Linked DNA regions of Mus musculus: regions 1 and 2 are each linked to region 3. The links are chromatin contacts, called in public Hi-C maps. All regions are on one chromosome and are shown on one strand. Each heading gives the region's core, a stretch centred on a gene start, on an enhancer-like site or on the middle of the called end of the contact. The rest is flanking DNA. Distances are from core to core; before and after follow the strand shown.

Region 1 (3,077 bases), core at 563-3,062, 160 kb after region 3:
CAGCAGTGAGGGTGGAAGGTAGGAAGGCCGGGGTAGGGTAGGACGACGCCATCTGAGTGTGCGCTCACCTCCTGCCCTTAGGGACTTTCCCATCCCATCTCAAACTTCCTGCTTCTCAACACTGATCCATCTTCCAGATGAAAGTAAGGCTTACACATGTCATGCTTTCGAAGGTAAATGAAGAATAACAGGGAAATCATAGAAACAGGCCTGGGTAGAGAGGTACGGGAACTGCAACCGTGGGAAGCTATGGCCGCGTGGGAGACGGGCTGTTTGTGAGCAAGGGGAGCAGGCAAGGTTCCCACGTGGGTTTTCCACCCTTTCAGCTGCCCCGTTCTGTGCCCTGGGTGTGTCCCTCTGCAACCACAACACACCAGAGGATGTAGAAAAACATGCAGCAAAGAGACAGCCAAACAGAGGAGAAGCCCCAGTCCCCTTGTCTGCAGGGGGCATCCTTGGTGCATCAGAGATGTGTGAGAAGCTCACACACTGCTGCTGCTCAGAGGAAGACGGGGGTGGGGGTGGGGTAGGGGGAAAACTGGCCATGAGACAGTGTCCCTGGTGCGATGCATGAGCCTCAGTGGGGATTCACCCAGGTCACGCCGGCCAACCGTAGTAAAGGGACCCAGATACCGGTGTGAGGAGGAAGATAAGATGTGAAGCCAGGCGTGGTGGCTCACACCCACGACCCCGACACTTCATTAGCTGAGACAGGAGGACTGCCACCAGTCCAAGGTCAGCCTGGCCTGCATAGCAAGACTTCATCTAAAACAAACCAAAACAGAGGAAGAGAGGGAAACAGAAACAGGGGGAACGGCATGCACAGAATACACTATGCACGTGTTTGAAAGCGTTGTAGTGAAGTCCATTACTATGTACAACTGATATGTGCTATGGAAAACATTCAAAAGGCTAAGAAACAAACTGAACCCGGGCTGGTCAGTTCCTATTGGGAGTCAGACTTCTAGCCTCAACTTCCTTTTTGGGCAGAACACAGGAAAGAGGCCCCTTCCTGGGAGTGTGTGCTTACTGTCTATTCCATGGGCACAGGTCCTGGTAGTCCCACCTACTCCAGCCTTGAGATTGTTCATTTAATACCTATACTAAGCAACAGAAATGTATTCTAGTGATATCAGTGACAAGAGAGAGACAGAGACAGAGAGACAGGGAGAGACAGAGAGAGACAGAGAGACAAGGAGAGAGAGACAGGCAGACAGACAGACACACTCTGACTGCTGGTTAGGCTGTGGTGGGTCACCTTGGATGCTCACACACTGAGTGGGACCAAAAGGAGGCAGGGTAAGTCTGGGTCACCTTGTGGCTACTGCTCATGGCCAGCTACAACCACCACCCATCAGTGCCATCTGCATCTATCCATCACAACACCGAAACGTCATCAGTACCCTCACTCCTGGGTTCAACGGCCGTGTCACACACGAAAATCTGTGAGGTACTTTGTGTCACAGGGAAAAGGACAAGGGGCTTGGAGCTTGTTTCTCAGGTGCCTGGTGAGCACATACAGGACCCGTGACCTCTGATGGAAACCAGGCACTGAGGTTCCTGGGTCTCAGGTGGGCAGGAAGATACCAGATCCTCCCCAGCAGCCAGACACGGCAGACAGGCTCTGTGAAGTACTACAGTGAAGCCTACGGGAAGCTGTGCTGCCATCTGGGGGAGCGGTGAAATAAATCCCACAACAGCTGCTCCGTGGTTCCCAGGGAAGGAAAGAGAAAGACTCACACTGGTGTGAGGCAGGGGCAGCTCTTTCCGGAGGGAAAACTGTCCACGTGGACAGCGATGCTCTGGCTGGATCTCGGGGGCCCTCTGCTGGATGAAACGCCTTAACAGGGTTTCTGAAGGTGCCCGGACAAACCTCACACAGTCTCTCTCTCTGCCCGTGCCTGAGCCTCTCACAGAGAACAGGATCAGAAGGCAGGCAGGCAGAGGAGGACTAAGGGACCTGACAGCTTGCTATGTAACAGTGGCCACACAGGTTCTGGGGATGCATAAACTTGATGCTATCCCTTTATCTACCAGAAACAGACAGGGCTGTGGAAGAGGGGCTGCCTATGGGTCCCAGGAGCCCCAGGAACCCTAGGAGACCAAGAATCCTTTCCTGACCAGTAAACATTAAGAAGAATGGCCCTGGGAGACCTGGAAAAAGTCCAGCACATGCCAACCATTGCACTAGTTGATGCAAAGACTCAAGTACACTATGATACAAATTGAGAGGGCCAGCTGGAAGGTTGACCAGTAGTTTTCTTTTTATTGATTTAATGGGAAGACATCAACTTCCAAGTAATTCAGTTGCCATGGACTCGTGCTAAGTACGGCTCCTGTCGATGGAGGAAACGCGCACACAGCAAGTGGATCACTGCCCACCTCCCCCACGGTCAGTGGACTGGATTAAGTCCTTAGATCTGAGGGCCAAGGCTAGAGCTCAGGAGCTAGAATCTGCAGGACTCGACGAAGCCAGCAATGGACAGAACACAGGGCACAGAGGCTACTATCGAGAGCTCGATTGGAGGCATGCTATGAATGTAACTTGCTGTGGAGAACCACGGAAGGGAAACGTGTGGCTTCTACCAGTCTAAGCCTCCAGCCAAGGGTGAGTGAGGAAAGCTGGAGAAACCAAAGCCACACTGGAGGAAAGTGACCGTGGGGGCAGGCTGGGCCTTCCTGATTCTTTAGGGCCTATATGGAAAACATGGGCTGGGGCTCAGTGCTTGGATATCTGACTGGAGACAGGAACAGCAGCTCAGGTAACTAAGACAAGAGATGGATGTAGAGATCTGTCTCTACCATGTGGGCACCAAAGGCCGCTTTCTTCCACAACAGACACTCTTCCTCAGATAGCTCCAGAGGCTACCTGGAGCTGGGTTGAGTTCAGGTGAGGCCTGTCCCTGGCTTGGGGATGACTGCACCTATGTCCTTCATAGTGGGGTGTTAGATGAGCACAGCCTCTCAAGGTCTCTCTTGGTAGGGACGCCAACCTCCTTACATTACCCACATCACCTCCAAAGCCTCATGACCTCTCTCTCTGAAGATACTGTAGGTTGAAATATGTTTGGCACACC
Region 2 (3,354 bases), core at 548-3,047, 130 kb after region 3:
AGGTCCTGAGTTCATTCCCAGCAACCACACTGTGGCTCACAACCATCTGTAATGGGACCTGATGCCCTCTTCTGGTGTGTCTGAAGACAGTGACAGTTGTACCCACATACATAAATAAATAAATCTGCTCTGACCCCTGGCTCAGGCCTGCCTAGCGGCCGGAGCTGTGTTCTACAGTAAGAGGCTGCAGGGCCTGCTCGGCAACCATTTCAGGGGGTTGAGATGTTACCCTATCAGCATGATGGCTGACATGGCTCCCACGCTCAGCTCCGCAGCTGCCACTCAAGACCAGCTCTTTCCATTCTGGGCTCCAGCGTGACACAGTGAGTGACAGCCTGAGTCATCTTCTCTCTCTCTCTCTCCCTGGGCCTCTTGAGAGAGTCTTGCCAAGTTTACAGCAATTTGGGCCCTGCTGAAACTCTTGAGGCCACAGCCCCTCCAAATTGCATGGGGAAGTGGTTCTGAGGGCGGGACCTGGTCGCTCTGCTCATGGTAAGTCACCTTCTTGGTCCTCATCACACTGATCTGGCCTGCAATGTCTACCACACCCAATGGCTCCCCTTCCCAGATCCAGCCTAGCCCTGTCTAGTGGTTATTGGGTGCTTGGCTTGCTCTTGAAGGACCAGGTGGGCTCTTTGCATCAGGGGACTTTTCCCTTTCTCTTAGGCCAAAGTCTCTCTCAGAGACCACCTGCTGCTCCTGTGGCTGCTCAGCTCTGGTGTGCTATCCAGCTGTGAACACAAGGGACCTTCTTCACTCCCACATCCTGGTCTGGATGCCAGCCTTCTGGGACTCCTGACAGATCTGTGGCCTGTTCCAGGGGGATTACGTCCTGATCTCAGAGAGGAAAAGCTCTCTCCCTCTCCAGGTCTCTATTATAAGCAACAACACACAAAGGATCAAGTGACAGCTAATATCCATAAGCTACTTTAGGCAAGCGTCTAAAGTTTCCTCAAGCGTCTAAGTCAGGATGCCGATGGACGCCCCTCCAAGGACGTACAGTGAGGGATTTGCCCTGCCTTAAAAGGTGAAAGTGTGGGTGTTGGCAGGAGCACAGTGCCTGGTGACCCAAGTTTGATCCCCAAAACCCAGATGAAGGAAAGAAACAGACAGGCTAACATACCTCCTCCTCCCACACACAATAGTAATAACTAAGTAACTAACTAAATAAATAAAGAACTCCACAGCAGACCAAGCTAACTAAAGTCTCCCTGCCTCTCTCCCCCACTCTGCCCCCCCCCCTCCTCTCTGGTGTTAGGGATTGAATCTGAGGCTCTGCCCATGATAAGTCTATTGACATCTCAGTAGCAGCCTGCATCCCTGTCCCCAGGCCACACTTAAATTGGGGGGGCTCACACCAGGGGGGTGAAAAGGAGGAATTTTGGCAGGAGAAATTTCAGGTTGCCCTTTCCCCCGGAACAGCTTAAGCTGAACTGTTTTCCCTGTTTTTCGAGGTTTTTGTAGAAGTTTTCATTCTGGTTACTGTCTGGAAAAAGACCGCGCAGACGTGGGGTGTGGCTTAGTGTTAAAGTGCCCTGTCTCGCAGCATGTGACACATGCCGTGGAAGTGGTGGTTGGCCTGTGGAGAGCAGGAATTCTGTGGGGTCCCTCCCCCAGGACAGGCAATGCTGGATTTGGGAAGGGAGGAAAGAAATCCTTATCCCCTCCCCCCCCTCACCCCCCCCACCATCCCCCCCACCCCACAGCGGCCTTTTTATGATCTCCAGGCACATGTGGAAACCATTGCCTTTTATTGGCTGGAATTCCACTCAGGCTGCCAGCAAGCTCTAGCATCCTGCCTGGGGCTTCCTCGGTTTCCTGTCGTGTGTGATCTACTGGGAGGCAGAACACACTGACATTCATTCAGTCCCGGCAGGCAGAGGTCTCGGCAAGAACCCAGGGAGAGTTCCGGGGAGAAAGTCTTTATAAACCCTGTGGTTATTAAGGTAGCAGGACAGGCAAGGTAAGGCATCCAGGCATATCCTGTGCCCAACTACAGGCACCAGATTTTCTGCTCGTGGCCGCTTTGCCTTGCTCTGTGCGAGGCCAGAGACTGTCTCTGACTGAGAGAGGAGCTGGCTTCTCTTTTCTTGGGGGCAGCACATAAGGCTGTCATTGGCAGCACCAACCAGGAGCAAGGCTTCCCACATCGGGAGTGGGGGTGCGCTCACATTCCTGAGTAGGTAGCCATGAAACGTCCTTGCTGTACATTTCTGCTAATTCCACAGTACCTTCCAGAACTTTCCAGTTTTGTTCCCAGAGGAAACGCATAAAGTGTTTGCACAGTGCAGGAACAGATGGCCAGAAAGCGTGGGCTCTGGCTTAGACCAGACTGCTGCCAGAAGTCTTTAGGGCAGACCCAAGTGACATCTTGGGGGACTCGGGGCCGTGTGGCTTGTGCTCTTTTCTGATACTTATTTCTAGAGATGTTTCGTGGCCACTGAGTTACTTCCCAAATCTGTGAGGGGGATCCACGGACGACAGCCAGCGAGTTAGGTCTGCTGAGTGAAAGAACACTGCCAACCCTGCTCCCAGCCACGGTGATCCACTGACATCTCAGCTGCCAGGATGCCAGGGCAGGCTGCAACATTTTACATTTTACTGGTTCCCCTACAAATCACGAAGTTCACAAGTGCACACTTTATATTTGTACAGGAAACGCGATTTTTACCTTAAGGTTTTCTTCTCAACATCATGGTTTACTAAGTGGCAGGCATTACCCAGTCACTGGAGATTCAAAAACACACAGCAAGTCGGGCGTGGCGGCGCACGCCTTTAATCCCAGCACTCGGGAGGCAGAGGCAGGCGGATTTCTGAGTTCGAGGCCAGCCTGGTCTACAGAGTGAGTTCCAGGACAGCCAGAACTATACAGAGAAACCCTGTCTCGAAAAACCAACCAACCAACCAAACAAACAAAAAAACCAAACAAACCACACACAGCAAACCCTACTTTGAGAGAAGCTCACAACCAGAAAGGGAGACATGCATGTACATTTACTGAAGGCTAAAGCAGCCAAGGGAGGAAGCAGAACCTGACTAACCCACGCCAGTGTCGGCGACAGATCCAGTAAAAGAAACCAGATGTGACAGGCATTACTCCTGGGACTGAGCCTCGAAGTGGCTGCCGAGGCTGCTGCACGTGGGCTGTCCCAGCATCAGCTTCTGCACCGGGGTGACCTGAGGTTGGAACACCTGACTCTTGTTTCGGCAGCATCCCTGCAAACGCTGACCAGAGCACGGCTGCTCTTTACAATCTCACCCTTCAGGAACTCCAAGGCCAGGCTGGGCTGCCTTCCCTCCCTCAGGCTTGTTCCTACTGGCAGGAGATATGGTCAGGGCCAGGGCAGTGCAGAG
Region 3 (3,124 bases), core at 538-3,037:
GGGCCTGTTTGGCACAGGTGGCCATAGCTCCTCCCAGCTTCTTCCACTGGTCAGGCTGGTCACTCAGGATACTCCCAGGGGAGGCCTCCCCAAGCCCTGTCTACAGCCCGGGCAGGTTGCCTGGTCTTGGTGCCAGGCGGGTGTGAGGCCAGCTGTGCTCTGCCTGGGCCCCTCCCAGCCAGGGCTTCCTGGAGGTTCCAGGACCAAGCCTGCCAGACCGGTTCCTACAGCCTGGCCAGCTCTGCCAGTTCACTGGGAGCCCTTGATCCTGGATAGTGTCAGGGCAGCCCACAGGCCTAGCCCAGTAAAACCACTACGGAGGAGACAATTTTCAGCGGTAGCTGGCAAGCCTGCCCCTTTCTGCTCAGTTTTCCTCAGAGAAGGAACGGCCTCAGACAGGTCCCTCACAGCCAGAGGGAAGGGGAGGTTCCAGTGGAGTTTGGAGGCCAGGTGTGGTAGGGACTGCCCATGGTAGAGGAATTGCTGGTTCTGTGTAGGTCTTCAGGAGCCAGACAAAAGAACGGGACAGCAGAGTGTATGGGCAACCCACACACATACACAGTGGCTCTGTCCAGGCTCCTCTTGGCATAAAATGAAACCTAAGGAGCAGACTGTCTGCCCTGTTGCAATGGCCAGACACTGTTGCCTCTTGTATTTATCCTCACGGCATTGGCAATGGTGCCACTCTCCCACCTTTGTCCTGTAGACAATCAGGACACAGAGGCCTCAGGTTGGCAGCTGGAGCCCCAGTAGAACAGGGAACCTCCCTCCTTTAGTGTGATACAGGCTAGGAGATACAGGAGGGCAGACCCACCCCAGGCTCCTAAACCATGACCTCTGAATCAGGTACTCCATGGAGGAGCCCAAGATCAGAGTTGCAACACTCCCCTCCTGGATGGGGATCCTGGGCTATAGCCCAAGGGCCCAGTGTCTTGGTGTTGGTGTTAGAGTGGGGCTGGACCAATCGAGGGCATCCTGTCCCCGGCTGTCAGCCAGAAATATTCCTAAGATAAATTTCAGGAATCACACCTTAACTCAGCTGCCGACCACACACACTTCTGTCCGAGGACTCAGGACCACCTCCCAGGACCCCGACAAACCTCCCTAGGGACCTCTGCAACTGGAGGCACATCTGCTCCTCCAAGAGTTCCATGATTCATGAGAGAGTTATTTGTGAGGATCAGTTTCCGTGGGGGTAGTCAGGTGCTGAGAAAAAGAAGCCCTGCTTGCAGGCTTGGCCTCGGGCCTCAGAACCTGCTTCTAACAAGTGGTCTCTGGCCCTGGGATGGGGACAGGGACTTGGCTGAGGGCTGGGTAGAGTTCTACACACTCCGATCCCAGTGTGGGGTGTTATGCACACTGATCAGGTGACAGGTGGAACTTCACATTCACCAGTCCCGTGGGGTTTGCCGGGATGGATTCTGGAGGCAGAGGAAACCGCCTGTAGGACTGCAGGTTCCAGGCGCGGGATCCAGTCTTGGGACATTCGCTAGGGCAGCAGTGAAGTGACTAGGGACAGCAGCAGAGAGTTGCTTAAGGCGACCAGATCCCATTTTAGATAACACATAGGCTGCACCCCGTGGCAAGGCCGGTGAGAACCTCCCAAAAAGGGCGCGATCCTTCTATGCAGACCACGAACACATGCTCTGAGGCGGATCCCGAGGACTCTGGCCCCGGTCTCTGGGATCCTACGCCGCAGGAAGTCGGGTTGCGCGTGGGGCGGCGCCGGGCTGGTCCCGCAGGGCCGAGCTCTCTCCTCGCAGCCGGAAGCCCCGGGCCCTGCCCGTCGGAATCCGCGGCAGGCGGGGGAAGGGAAGCGCACGCGGGTAGTAGGGCGAGGCGGAGGCCGCGCGGCCCGTGGGCGGGGCATGCCTTGCAGGACCCGCGGGCCCCAGGCTTCGGGAGCTGCCGGGACTTGGGGTCCAGGAATGATCCCGCAGGCTGGGACTGCGGTCGAACCGCTGGAAGCCCGCGCGGTCGCGCTTCCCCGCAGCAGTCACCTCCGGGGCCAGCTCATCCCCAGGCTAGCAGGAGCCTAGCAGAGCTGCAGACCAGGGTCGCCCCCGCCCGTCGGAAGGAGCGGGAATGTGGGAAGTTGAAGGGCGCGGCGGTTCCAGGGCGTCTCTGTGCCGCGCCCTTCCCTCCTCCTGGAGAAGTGTTGCGGACGGCCGCACGAAGCCAGAAGCCTGTTTGGTGGGTGAACACCGCATTGGAGAGGCCGTGGATCCAACAGGGCTTTCCATCCTTGATGCCCGGGTGGAGGACAACCCCTTGTCTGTCGGACCTTGGGCTGCCAGCTCAGGCCTTAGTGCTTTCTGACCCGAGGCCACCAAGCACTATTAATGGGGGATTCTAGCGGAGCTGCAGTACTCAGCCTTTGGGGGCCTCGGTAACCCAGGCCACAGGGAGAACGTGTGGGTAAGGCCGATGGCGGTCAGCCCCTCAGTACAGCAGATCTTCACCTCCACTACTTGATGGGGGCAACTTCCTCAACAACCACCAGTAACCGCAGTGAAGTGGCTACTGTAGAAACAGGATACTGAGAGAGATGTGGACCACTTGTCCATCCCGAGTAGGCGGCAGCATGAGGTTAGACCCCAAGGTCTTGTTGCAGTGATCCATGAACCTTGGCTCTGGCAGGCAGGGGTCCCATCCACGTGTCCAAGGCCAGAAATGAACACAGCACAAAGGATCTCTACTATGTTCGCCCTGTTGCCCTGCCTGACAGGGGTCAAATTCATCTGGCCCTGGGCCTCTCCCCAAGGGTAGAGAGTGGGCATAAAGTACTGCCCCAGGGCCTGCACCTGCCCATGGTCAGTCTTGTCTCCGATATACAGCCCTTCACATGCACACACAGTGCACACATCTACTCAAAACAGACAGGTGTCTCAAGGACAAGAGACCTCTGTTTTCCATCACAGATAAGGTCCTTAGACCATCTCATTTGGTAGTATCAGCAGTAGGCAGGGCTTGGGCGAAGGTGCTCCTTGTCTCCCTCTCTGGGGACAGTCACTACTTCCTCTGGTTCCTCAAGAGCCTGGGGTAGCTAGCTCCCTCCCGGCTCCCCAGGCATCTGAGGACATACATTTCCCTTTGAGTAGCCAGTGTGAAGCAAGTCCCCTCT

Evidence for each region. A called contact is a pair of places that touch in the nucleus more often than the background predicts.
Region 1: a Hi-C map of cerebellum shows a contact between it and region 3, with 1.9 times the contacts expected there. The contact joins two enhancer-like sites. A contact is called at or near these places in 2 of 484 Hi-C or Micro-C datasets (both in cerebellum) and 2 of 115 datasets of contacts at active chromatin or transcription factors (bone marrow-derived macrophages and memory CD8 T cells).
Region 2: a contact with region 3 is called in a Hi-C map of uterus, with 2.0 times the contacts expected there. The contact joins two enhancer-like sites. A contact is called at or near these places in 2 of 484 Hi-C or Micro-C datasets (embryonic fibroblasts and uterus), 2 of 115 datasets of contacts at active chromatin or transcription factors (bone marrow-derived macrophages and embryonic stem cells) and 2 of 9 other capture datasets (adipose tissue and pancreatic islet).

Annotation. Positions count from the first base shown.
Region 1 is chr4:155,306,484-155,309,560 of GRCm38.p6, forward strand. The region is part of intron 4 of Prkcz (protein kinase C, zeta); the gene reads right to left. Among named protein-coding and RNA genes, the nearest start is that of Prkcz, 53 kb to the right of the region's middle. Within about 2 kb of position 1,813, at least 100 of the 459 cell types and tissues checked have an H3K27ac peak or open chromatin away from gene starts, as enhancers often do. A contact at or near this core is called in bone marrow-derived macrophages, cerebellum and memory CD8 T cells, where this site is marked.
Region 2 is chr4:155,281,549-155,284,902 of GRCm38.p6, forward strand. All of the region lies in intron 10 of Prkcz (protein kinase C, zeta), which reads right to left. Among named protein-coding and RNA genes, the nearest start is that of Faap20, 33 kb to the left of the region's middle. Within about 2 kb of position 1,798, at least 105 of the 459 cell types and tissues checked have an H3K27ac peak or open chromatin away from gene starts, as enhancers often do. A contact at or near this core is called in embryonic fibroblasts and uterus, where this site is marked.
Region 3 is chr4:155,148,929-155,152,052 of GRCm38.p6, forward strand. No RefSeq gene overlaps it. Among named protein-coding and RNA genes, the nearest start is that of Morn1, 64 kb to the left of the region's middle. Within about 2 kb of position 1,788, at least 293 of the 459 cell types and tissues checked have an H3K27ac peak or open chromatin away from gene starts, as enhancers often do. A contact at or near this core is called in bone marrow-derived macrophages, cerebellum, embryonic fibroblasts and 2 more, where this site is marked.